2 separate regions of the Urocitellus parryii genome follow, and region 1 is linked to region 2. The links are chromatin contacts, called in public Hi-C maps. All regions are on one chromosome and are shown on one strand. Each heading gives the region's core, a stretch centred on a gene start, on an enhancer-like site or on the middle of the called end of the contact. The rest is flanking DNA. Distances are from core to core; before and after follow the strand shown. Region 1 holds the start of Htr1d (5-hydroxytryptamine receptor 1D). Region 2 holds the start of Lactbl1 (lactamase beta like 1).

What was found. A called contact is a pair of places that touch in the nucleus more often than the background predicts.
Region 1: a Hi-C map of muscle shows a contact between it and region 2, with 6 times the contacts expected there. The contact joins the promoter of Htr1d here to the promoter of Lactbl1 in region 2. A contact is called at or near these places in 2 of 2 Hi-C or Micro-C datasets (liver and muscle).

Annotation. Positions count from the first base shown.
Region 1 is chr11:13,907,503-13,911,737 of mUroPar1.hap1, forward strand. Htr1d (5-hydroxytryptamine receptor 1D) reads right to left here and starts at 2,198. Exons shown (of 1, transcript XM_026403580.2): 1 at 1,056-2,198. The coding sequence starts at 2,198. The coding sequence ends at 1,056.
Region 2 is chr11:13,715,197-13,719,511 of mUroPar1.hap1, forward strand. It overlaps Lactbl1 (lactamase beta like 1), which reads right to left and starts at 1,360. Exons shown (of 7, transcript XM_026403638.2): 1 at 1,349-1,360. The coding sequence starts at 1,360.

The DNA of each region.
Region 1 (4,235 bases), core at 948-3,447, 190 kb after region 2:
ATCCAAAGACTTGACACGTCATGATGTCTCATGCTCTTTATTTAATAAGACTCAACATCTTAAGGTCTCTATTGAGAACAGGATGTAAAAAAAAAAAAAAAAAGAATCCAGAAAAAAAATGAGAATGCTGTTCTGCTCAGAGAATGGTGGTGGGTCCAAAGCCTGTTGATCTGCATGAGTGGAGTGATCAGGAGTTTCAACCTCAGAACATTAACATGGGGCAGGGATATTGGGGGAGAAAGAAGGCTGAGGGGTAGTCAATCCAGTCCCCATCATCCCATTCCCCTATCCCTACCTTCTGAGTTTCTCTCCAAGTCACTGGACTACTCATGGATGACAGGGAAAGGAGGATGTTGTAGAAGACATTCTTGGGCATTATTTTCTTTTTGGTAGTGGGGGTTGAACCTAGGTGTGCTTTACCACTAAGCTGCATCCCCAGCCCTTTAATTTTTTTTTTTTTTTTTTGAGACAGGATCTCACTATGTTGCTCAGGGCATCACTAAAATTGCTGAGGCTGACTTTGAACTTGTGATCCTCCTGCCTCAGCCTCCCCAGTGGTGGGACTACAGGTGTACGCCACCGGGCCCAGCCTGGGTATGGGTTTCTAATCAAGAAGCTACAGGGGATGGAGACTCCTCCATCCTGGCTCCAAATTCTCTTTCAATTCAGGCCATTAATCTTATCCTTCACTGAGCCCCCATAACAAATTTCAGATGGACACGGAAGCCTTCCCTCTGAGCCCAGGGTCTTTTCTACAGAGTCAGAGAGTTTCTCACCTGAATCCGGTGGGTCATGTGTCTTTCAACCCCGGAAGAACCACGAAAATATGAGGTCAGGGGAAGTCTTCATTCAGTCCTCTCCCCTTTCACCCAGTGGCCCAGCTTTGGGTGGCTCAGAAGTCAAGACCCAGGAAATAGAACTCAGAATAATTCTGTTGATTGACCCAAGAGATCATGAATCAACCCAGGTCCCAGGGGAGGAGGGAAAAAAAAAAAAGTTTAAAAGACAATCCCAACGGAGTCACAGGACCCCAAAGATTGAACAAGAGTCGCCACCTAATGAGACTCGGAGGCCCTTCGGACGTGGACCACTTTCTGGAACGCGTGGCGGAAGTCTTCATTGAACACGGTGTAGACGATGGGGTTGATGAGCGAGTTGAAATAGCCCAGCCAGGTGAAGAAGTCAAAGAGGGCGGGGTGGAGCCAGCAGGCGTCCCGGCAGATGGGGAGGACCAAGGAGGCCACGAAGAAGGGCAGCCAGCAGACGATGAAGGCCCCCAGAATGATCCCCAGCGTCTTGGTGGCTTTCCTCTCCCGAGCAGCAGAAATCCTCTTGCGCTCCAGGACGCTGTCGGCGAGCCTGACCTTCACGTGGTTGAAGAAGAGCGGGGAGCCGGCCGCGTGCGAGTGGCCCTCGTGGAGACTGGGGTTGAGCGAGCAGAGCGAGGAGCCCGCGGAGCCCGTGATGAGCTGCGCCGTGGTGAAGCGCTTGCCATAGAGCGAGGGCGGGTTCAGGATGCGGCTCCTGGCGGCCAGGTAGATCCGGCCGTAGAGGATGATGAGCAAGATGGACGGGATGTAGAAGGCCCCGCAGGTGGAGTAGATGGTGTAGGAGATCTGAGACGTGTTCACCAGGCAGTCGGACATCTCCTCCTGAGCCTTGGCCTGCCGCCAGAAGAGGGGTGGGATGGAGATGCAGATGGAGATGACCCAGACCACGGCGATCATGGCAGCCGCGTGGCCAGCCGTCCGGCGCTTACTGTACTCCAGGGCGTCAGTGATGGCCCAGTACCGGTCCAGAGCAATGACGCAGAGGTGCAGGATGGAGGCGGTGCAGCACGTGATGTCAGAAGACACCCAGATGTCACACAGGATTTGGCCAAAGTTCCAAGTGCGGGTAATGGTATAGGCGATGCTGATGGGCATGACCAAGATGGAAACCAGGAGGTCAGTGGTGGCCAGGGAGCCAATGAGATAGTTGGCCGGGGTGTGCAGCTTTCTGGTGTGCAGGATGGTGGTCAGTACAAAGGCGTTGGACAGGAGGGTGGCCAGCGTGATGATGGAAAGGACCACGGCCAGGGAGATCTTGAGCGCCTGTAGGATCCCTGAATCCCAGGCCTCCGGGGTTTCCGTGGTGTTCAGGGATCTGTTGGAGGCCTCCTGGAGAAAGCCTTCTACTGACTGGTTGGGCGGGGCCATGCTAGGTGGCTCGCTCTCCTTGCAGACTTCCACACACAAGGCTCCTTCTTTCCCAGTCGCCTGGCCTACAGAGTAAGGTCATCTTTTGGCTTCATGCTGGTAGGGGCCATCCATCAGAACAGACCACCTTGAAAGGACCTGCAGACTTGGCTAGAACACCAAGGCCAGGTGCAGGGGTGCACCCCTGTAATCCCAGCAGCTTGGGAGGCTGAGGCAGGAGGATCGAAAGTTCACAGCCAACCTCAGTAACTTAGTGAGGCCCTAAACAACTGAGTGAGATCCTGTCTCAAAATAAAAAATAAATTAAAAGGGCTGGGGGTGTGGCTCAGTGGTTAAGCACCCCTGGCTTCAACCCCAGAACCAAAAAATAAAGAAAGAAAAACCAAATCGACTCCTAGCTGGTAGTTATAGGTCTTTCCTAAAACAGATGAATCCTGACATGTCTGGCCATTCTGGAACTTTGCCCAGCAGATGGTGCAGCCCAGTGGACACATGCTGAATTTGTTAGACAATGATCAGGGTCTCACAGAAGTGTGGGCAGGGCTCTGGGATTCTGGCTTTTGGCATTTTGGCTCTTTTCAAAGCTGGAGACATCAATGTGTTGAATAAAAGCTTCAAAATTTCCCCATCCCTGATCAGAGAAGGTTCTGGAGTTTTTAAAACTAGACTCAAAAAGAAGCATCCGCTGAGTCAGAGAGACAGTAAATCAGCCGTTCGGTTCCCCCAGATTGATCTTGACACATCCTGAGGGACGCTTAGCTTTGGTTCTGGTTCCACTGAATGTTTTGAGCCTGAACAGACAGAACATTCCTGTTACCAGGACAGAAGAATGCAGGAGCAGGAAGTGGCGAAACACACGGATCACTGTGGGTTCATCCTGAGGGCCGCATGTTCAGGAGCTCTGGGCTTTAAAAAAGAAAGAAGTGAAGAGTTAGGTTCTAGAAGGACAATTCTGAAAGCTGAAATTATCAGGTAGAAGGACACTGTCTCTAAGGCTGGCAACAGTGACCTGAAACTGCCTTTTCAAAGGTGTCAGAGCAGAGGGTGATATGCCCACCCCCAGGATTCCCACAGGGGACAAGGTATCACAGAGCTGGAAGTATCGCAGGCTTGTTGCAAGTATGAGAAATCAGTTCTGTAAATCATGAATCAGAAAGAATCAGAAAACATCCTTCTATTTACTCAGCAATGAAAACAAGCCAAACCAAACTGTGACAGGGAGAGAAACAAAAGCCACCAGAAAAAACACCAGCTCGCCACAATGTATTTCCCAAGGGAGTGTATGTGTGTGTGTGTGTGGGGGGGGGGGTGACATTTTTTATATTCATTTGAATTTTCCAAATTTTCTGGAGGAGCATGAATGACCCTTAGAACAAACAAATAAACAGTCAAAAAAATAACAGAATACTTTTTTGTTAAGCAAAGACGTGAACTGCAAACATTTAAATCCCTGGGCATTTTTGTGATGAAAGTTCAAGTCCAGAAAATACATTTGAATTTTTTTGGGGCCGGTTGGGTACTAGGGATTTAACCCAGGAATGCTTGACCACTTTAGAATTTATCTACACACACTTGAAAACATTTGATCATTAGGATTATATATGAATTTGTTTCATAGTTTGAATATTTTTCAACCACGTATCTCAAAGATTCCATCCATCACCCACTCCCACCACATCATCCTTTTCTTTTTTACCCCTTGATAATGGGGATTGAACAGAGGCACTTTACCACTGAGCTACATTTCCAGATGTTTTTATTTTTTATTTTTATATATATATATATTTTAATTTTTACACAGTCTTCCTAAATTGCCCAGGCTGCCCTTGAACTTGTGATCTCCTGCCTCAGCCTCCTAAATTGCTGGGATTGCAGTCATGCGCCACCATGTCCAGCCTCACCTCATTCTTAAGAACAACATCTTGTTCCTGGCTAAATTCAGGAAAAGTCTGGGAAGGCTAGCATTCCTGATAGTTAAAGGGGCAAGAGCAAAGCCCCAGAAGTCAGAAAGGGCCAGGTCTGGCCAAATGACCATGC
Region 2 (4,315 bases), core at 110-2,609:
TGTGTGTGTGTGTGTGTGTGTGTGTGTGTGTGTGTGTGTAGAGAGAGAGAGAGAGAGAACAGAAGTGAATTTGGGAGTTGGTAGAATCGTTCTCCAGCCCATGGAGGTGATTAAGAGACTGTATGCATTTGTCAAAACTCATAGAACTGTGTGGACTTATTGTTTGTAAATGCCTCGGTGTTTGTTATTGTTTGTTTTTAGTTTATTTTTGCAGTAATGGGAATTGAATCCAGAACCTCGTACATGCCGGGCAAGTGCTCTGCCACTGAGCTGCATCCCTGACCCTTGTGTTTGGAGACAGGGTCTTGCTAGGTGGCTGAGGCTGGCCTTGAACTTGTGATCCTCCTGCCTCAGCCTCTGAGGCAGTTGAGATCACAGGTGAAAAGCTCAGTTTTCGTAAAATGAGTCCATTAAAGACCCTGAGAGCCCTGGGAGTGTCCACCAGAGTGTCAGAGGAGTGACACCAGATGTAAGACTCCACCTGTCACTGTCACAGGTTTGCACAAAGACACTCCCTTTGAGCAGAAGCCAAGAGCAGCAGGTGCGGAGCCAGCAAGACCTGGGGTGCCCTCACCTCGCTCAGGCGTTGAGTGACAGCTGAGAACGCCAGGGCTGGGATGAGGCTCTGCGCTCGCTCTCTCCACCCCACCCACCTCCACGTGCAGCTGGGGGCTCTGCACCCCAATCTGCAGCCCTCCCTGGGCTCAGCCCCTGTCTTCCTCCAATTGCAGGATTTATCCCCGTGGACCCGGGGCGAGTCAGGATTTAGCCTTAAGCTGTTCACCAGCTGCCGCCTTTGGACTCCTCTCTCCCTGTCCCTTCCCGGCTGGAGAACGCTGGTGTGGGGCGGCCCCGGAGGAGCCAGGCCCTCCGCACGCAGCGCCCACTGCCCCTGCGGTCCCACACCAGTCTCCTTGGCCTCCTTGGCCCTCTCCTGGGGGCCCACTCAGACCGCCCGCTTTGTCCACTCATTCATTCCCTGGGCGGTGCTGGTTCCCAGGGCGGGTCCACACCACCCCCGGTCACCCTGCGCTAGCCACCGGGTGCACTGGGACCAGGGCCTGGGCCGGGTGAGGAAGGACTCTGCCCTCCCCAGCTGGGGACACAGGACTGCACCCCAGGGCATCTCCATTTCCCATCTGCCTCCTGGCGATCAGGCCAGGACAAGCCAGGCTGTGCGCAGGAGAGGCTGCAGGAGGGGTCGGCCTCTGGGTGGAGGGGACAGAGCTCTCCAATCCACACTGCTCCTGGACTAGGCCGGGGCTCTGGAAATGCCAGTGGTGGCCACGCAGGTGACAGGGGGTGGGCCACTGAGGGCAGTGCCTGAGGCCGCGGGCCTGGGCCTTACCTGGGTCTTCATCTCCCCCAGGCAAGGACGGTCCAGCTCCTGGAGGATTCGGGTCTAGGCGCCGGGAGCCCCGTGGACCACAAGCCGAGTCAGAGGAGCGAAGGCAAAAAGAGGTCGTGGGGGGCTGGGAAGGAGAGGAGGGGACAGGAGCTACTAGGAAGCCTGGCTTCGCCTCCCCGCCAGGCCCCCGCGCAGATGACCGATGTCTCTGTTTGCCCAGGGCCATCCTGATTTTAGCACTGAGTCCTACCTTCCCAGAGAGCCCTTCCTCGGTCACCAGCAAACTGGGAGAGCTGCCGCCAACCTGCCCCCTGAGTTCCTCCCCCCTCCAGCCTGCTCAGAGATAACCCTGCCAGGCCCCCGGGCACTGGCCAGGCTTACCTTCTTCCAGGAGGCCTGGGAAGGACAGGGCAGTTCAGGCCCCCCAACGTGATGCCCTGTGCTCCGGGGACAGGAGAGGCTTCCTGGGCTCCGAGGCCCTGCCCCAGCTCTCCAGGGACGGGCAGATGTGGCATCTGATTTCCCCGGCGCTAATCCCCCACCCGCACCCCAGCAAGCGCCTCTGCCAAGGGGATTAGTGCTGGGGTCCCCAGTGACAGGGAAGGGGAGAGATGGACGAACCACGTGACCAGAGATACTCTAGGATGGAGGTCAGACGAACAGGAACACTCTGTCCGGAAGGAGTCCCTGCCAAGCCCCAGGTGGAAGAGAGGTGGCAGGTGGCAGCTGCAAGGTGGGTCCCACAGGGCTTCCTGGACCCTGTCCCAACCCACAGCAGCTCCTCATGCATCTCTGAGGTTTGAAGCCTCGTGTTGAAACGTTCAGGTAACTGGGTTCAAATCCCGGTTCTGTCACGGCCTGTGACCCTGGGGGAAGCACAGTCTCTTTGTTTCTTCCTCTAGAAAGCAGGGGTCATAACAGTAACACCCCGGGTTGGAGTGAGGATTCCATTAGAGCATGCTTGTCGAGCGGGCAGCCCAGGACCTGGCACCTAGAAAGGGCTCCGAAAAGGTCAGCTTCGTGCTCTGACTTGGCTTCTATGCTCCACTGCTGCCCAGCCCCTGTGGAGAGAGAGATCTCGTGGACATTCTGGAATTGCACATCTATTGATTTTAGTTGACACCAAAGATCAATATACTTGCCTTGTTAGCCCTAGACAAGGCCGCGCGCTGGAATTACCTGGGGGTCTTTTTAAAACCACTGGTATTTGGGTCCCGGGTTCTCAGGACTGTAGCCCAGATATCACGATGTGTGCAGGGTCCTCGGTGACTCTACTGTGTACCAGGGTTGAGAACCATGGCCCCAGGCCCGTGTGCCTCCAACTTCACTGCACCTGGGACCCTCCAGAGGGTTCTGCTAAACTGCGGGTTCTAAGCCAGTGGTCAGGGGGGGACAGTCTCCGTTTCTGGCCATCTCCCAGGTGATGCTGATGCTGGCCTGGGGACCACACCTTTGAGGAGCAAGACTCCTTGGCAACTGATGGATCCCATCAGCGCCCTCATTATAATCTCCTTTGGCTGCGCTCAGAGCTGGGTTTGTGAACGGGCCGAGGCAAACCAGGACCTTCTGTGGCCCCCTTGTCCAAACAGCTGAATGATTTTTCTGGAACTCTATTTTGTGTGGCTGGTGAATCAGGCTCAGAGATGGGAAATGAAAGCTCACACAGCAGGTGTAGTGATGGGGATGGTGCTAGGACCCAGGCCTTTTCCATCCTACCTGGCTTCTGGGTTAGCTGTCACCGCAGCTCAGAGAGCCCTGTGCAGTCGGCCTCAAGGTCAAGGGTATTGACAATGTTCACACACAGAGATGAGTGCTTCCAGGGACTGTTGTCCCACGGAGCAGGTTTTATCCTGTCCCGTTTTACTTCCAAGGAAACTGATGCGTGAGGTCTCCAGGAAGTAGGCGGACTGAGATTTGGACCCAGGAGTCTCCCAGACAGGGGGGCCTCCGATCTTTTGTTCCCATCTGTGAGGTCCCATGAGGCAAGAACTGCATCTTAAAGCTGATGCTGACTGGCTCAGTTAACCCCCTGCAGGGCCCTGAGCCCCCAGCTCATGGTGCCCTCCAGGACTTTCTGGGGGGTCCTTCTTTGTTCTTGCCCTATCTCTGGAAGCGGCCAATTTTCCCCTTGGACAGCAGCCGGGTCCTGGCAAATTTAGCCAGACCGGAATCGCAGCCTGTCATACGGCAAGATGGCCACACAGTGGCAGCAGATGCCCACCTGTAAAGCCGTGGGTCCCTCCTTCAAGGGACCCTTTACTGGAAGGTGCTCTTCCTCCACGCCCACACCCAGCGCCTTCCATCCACCAACCAAGACCATCCCCCACACCAGCCAGGTAGGAAGCCATCATTCATCCTCATGGAGACTAGAGACCATGTTCATCCTTTGCTGAACTCCCACGGCTGCCACCTGTTCTTTTGAAAAATTCCAAATCCTTTAATGTTACTCCCTTTAATGTCATGGACCTGCTCTTCCAGGGAGAAGGCAATTGTCACCATCCTTAATATCAGGGTTGTTAAGAAAGAAGAATGTGGCTGAAAAGGAAAGATAAACTTTAACAAGGAAAATTATGTTCCCAAAAGATACATTAAGATACTGGACTTTGATTCATTGACTCCTCAGTAGCTCACTTCACAGTCATTGAACATGCGCTTCCCGTCTGGGTCTGGGGAAGGGGACGATGGTCAGGCAGACCTAGTAACGGATATTGTCAACACATGTTCACTGAGCACCTACTTGGGGCTGGACACTGTTCTGGGTGCTTCTGGGATACCAGCGAACAACACAGGCAAACATCCCTGGCCTCAGAGAGCTTGACCCTGGCAGGAGCAGCAGGTGCATAAATTAAGTGGTGTGCTAGACAGTGATACATGCCGTGGAAAAACAAGTAGAGCTGGGTAGGAGGGATAGATTATAGTGTTAAATTGCCTGGCTGGGAGGGGCCTCACTAAGAGTTCACAGTTTTG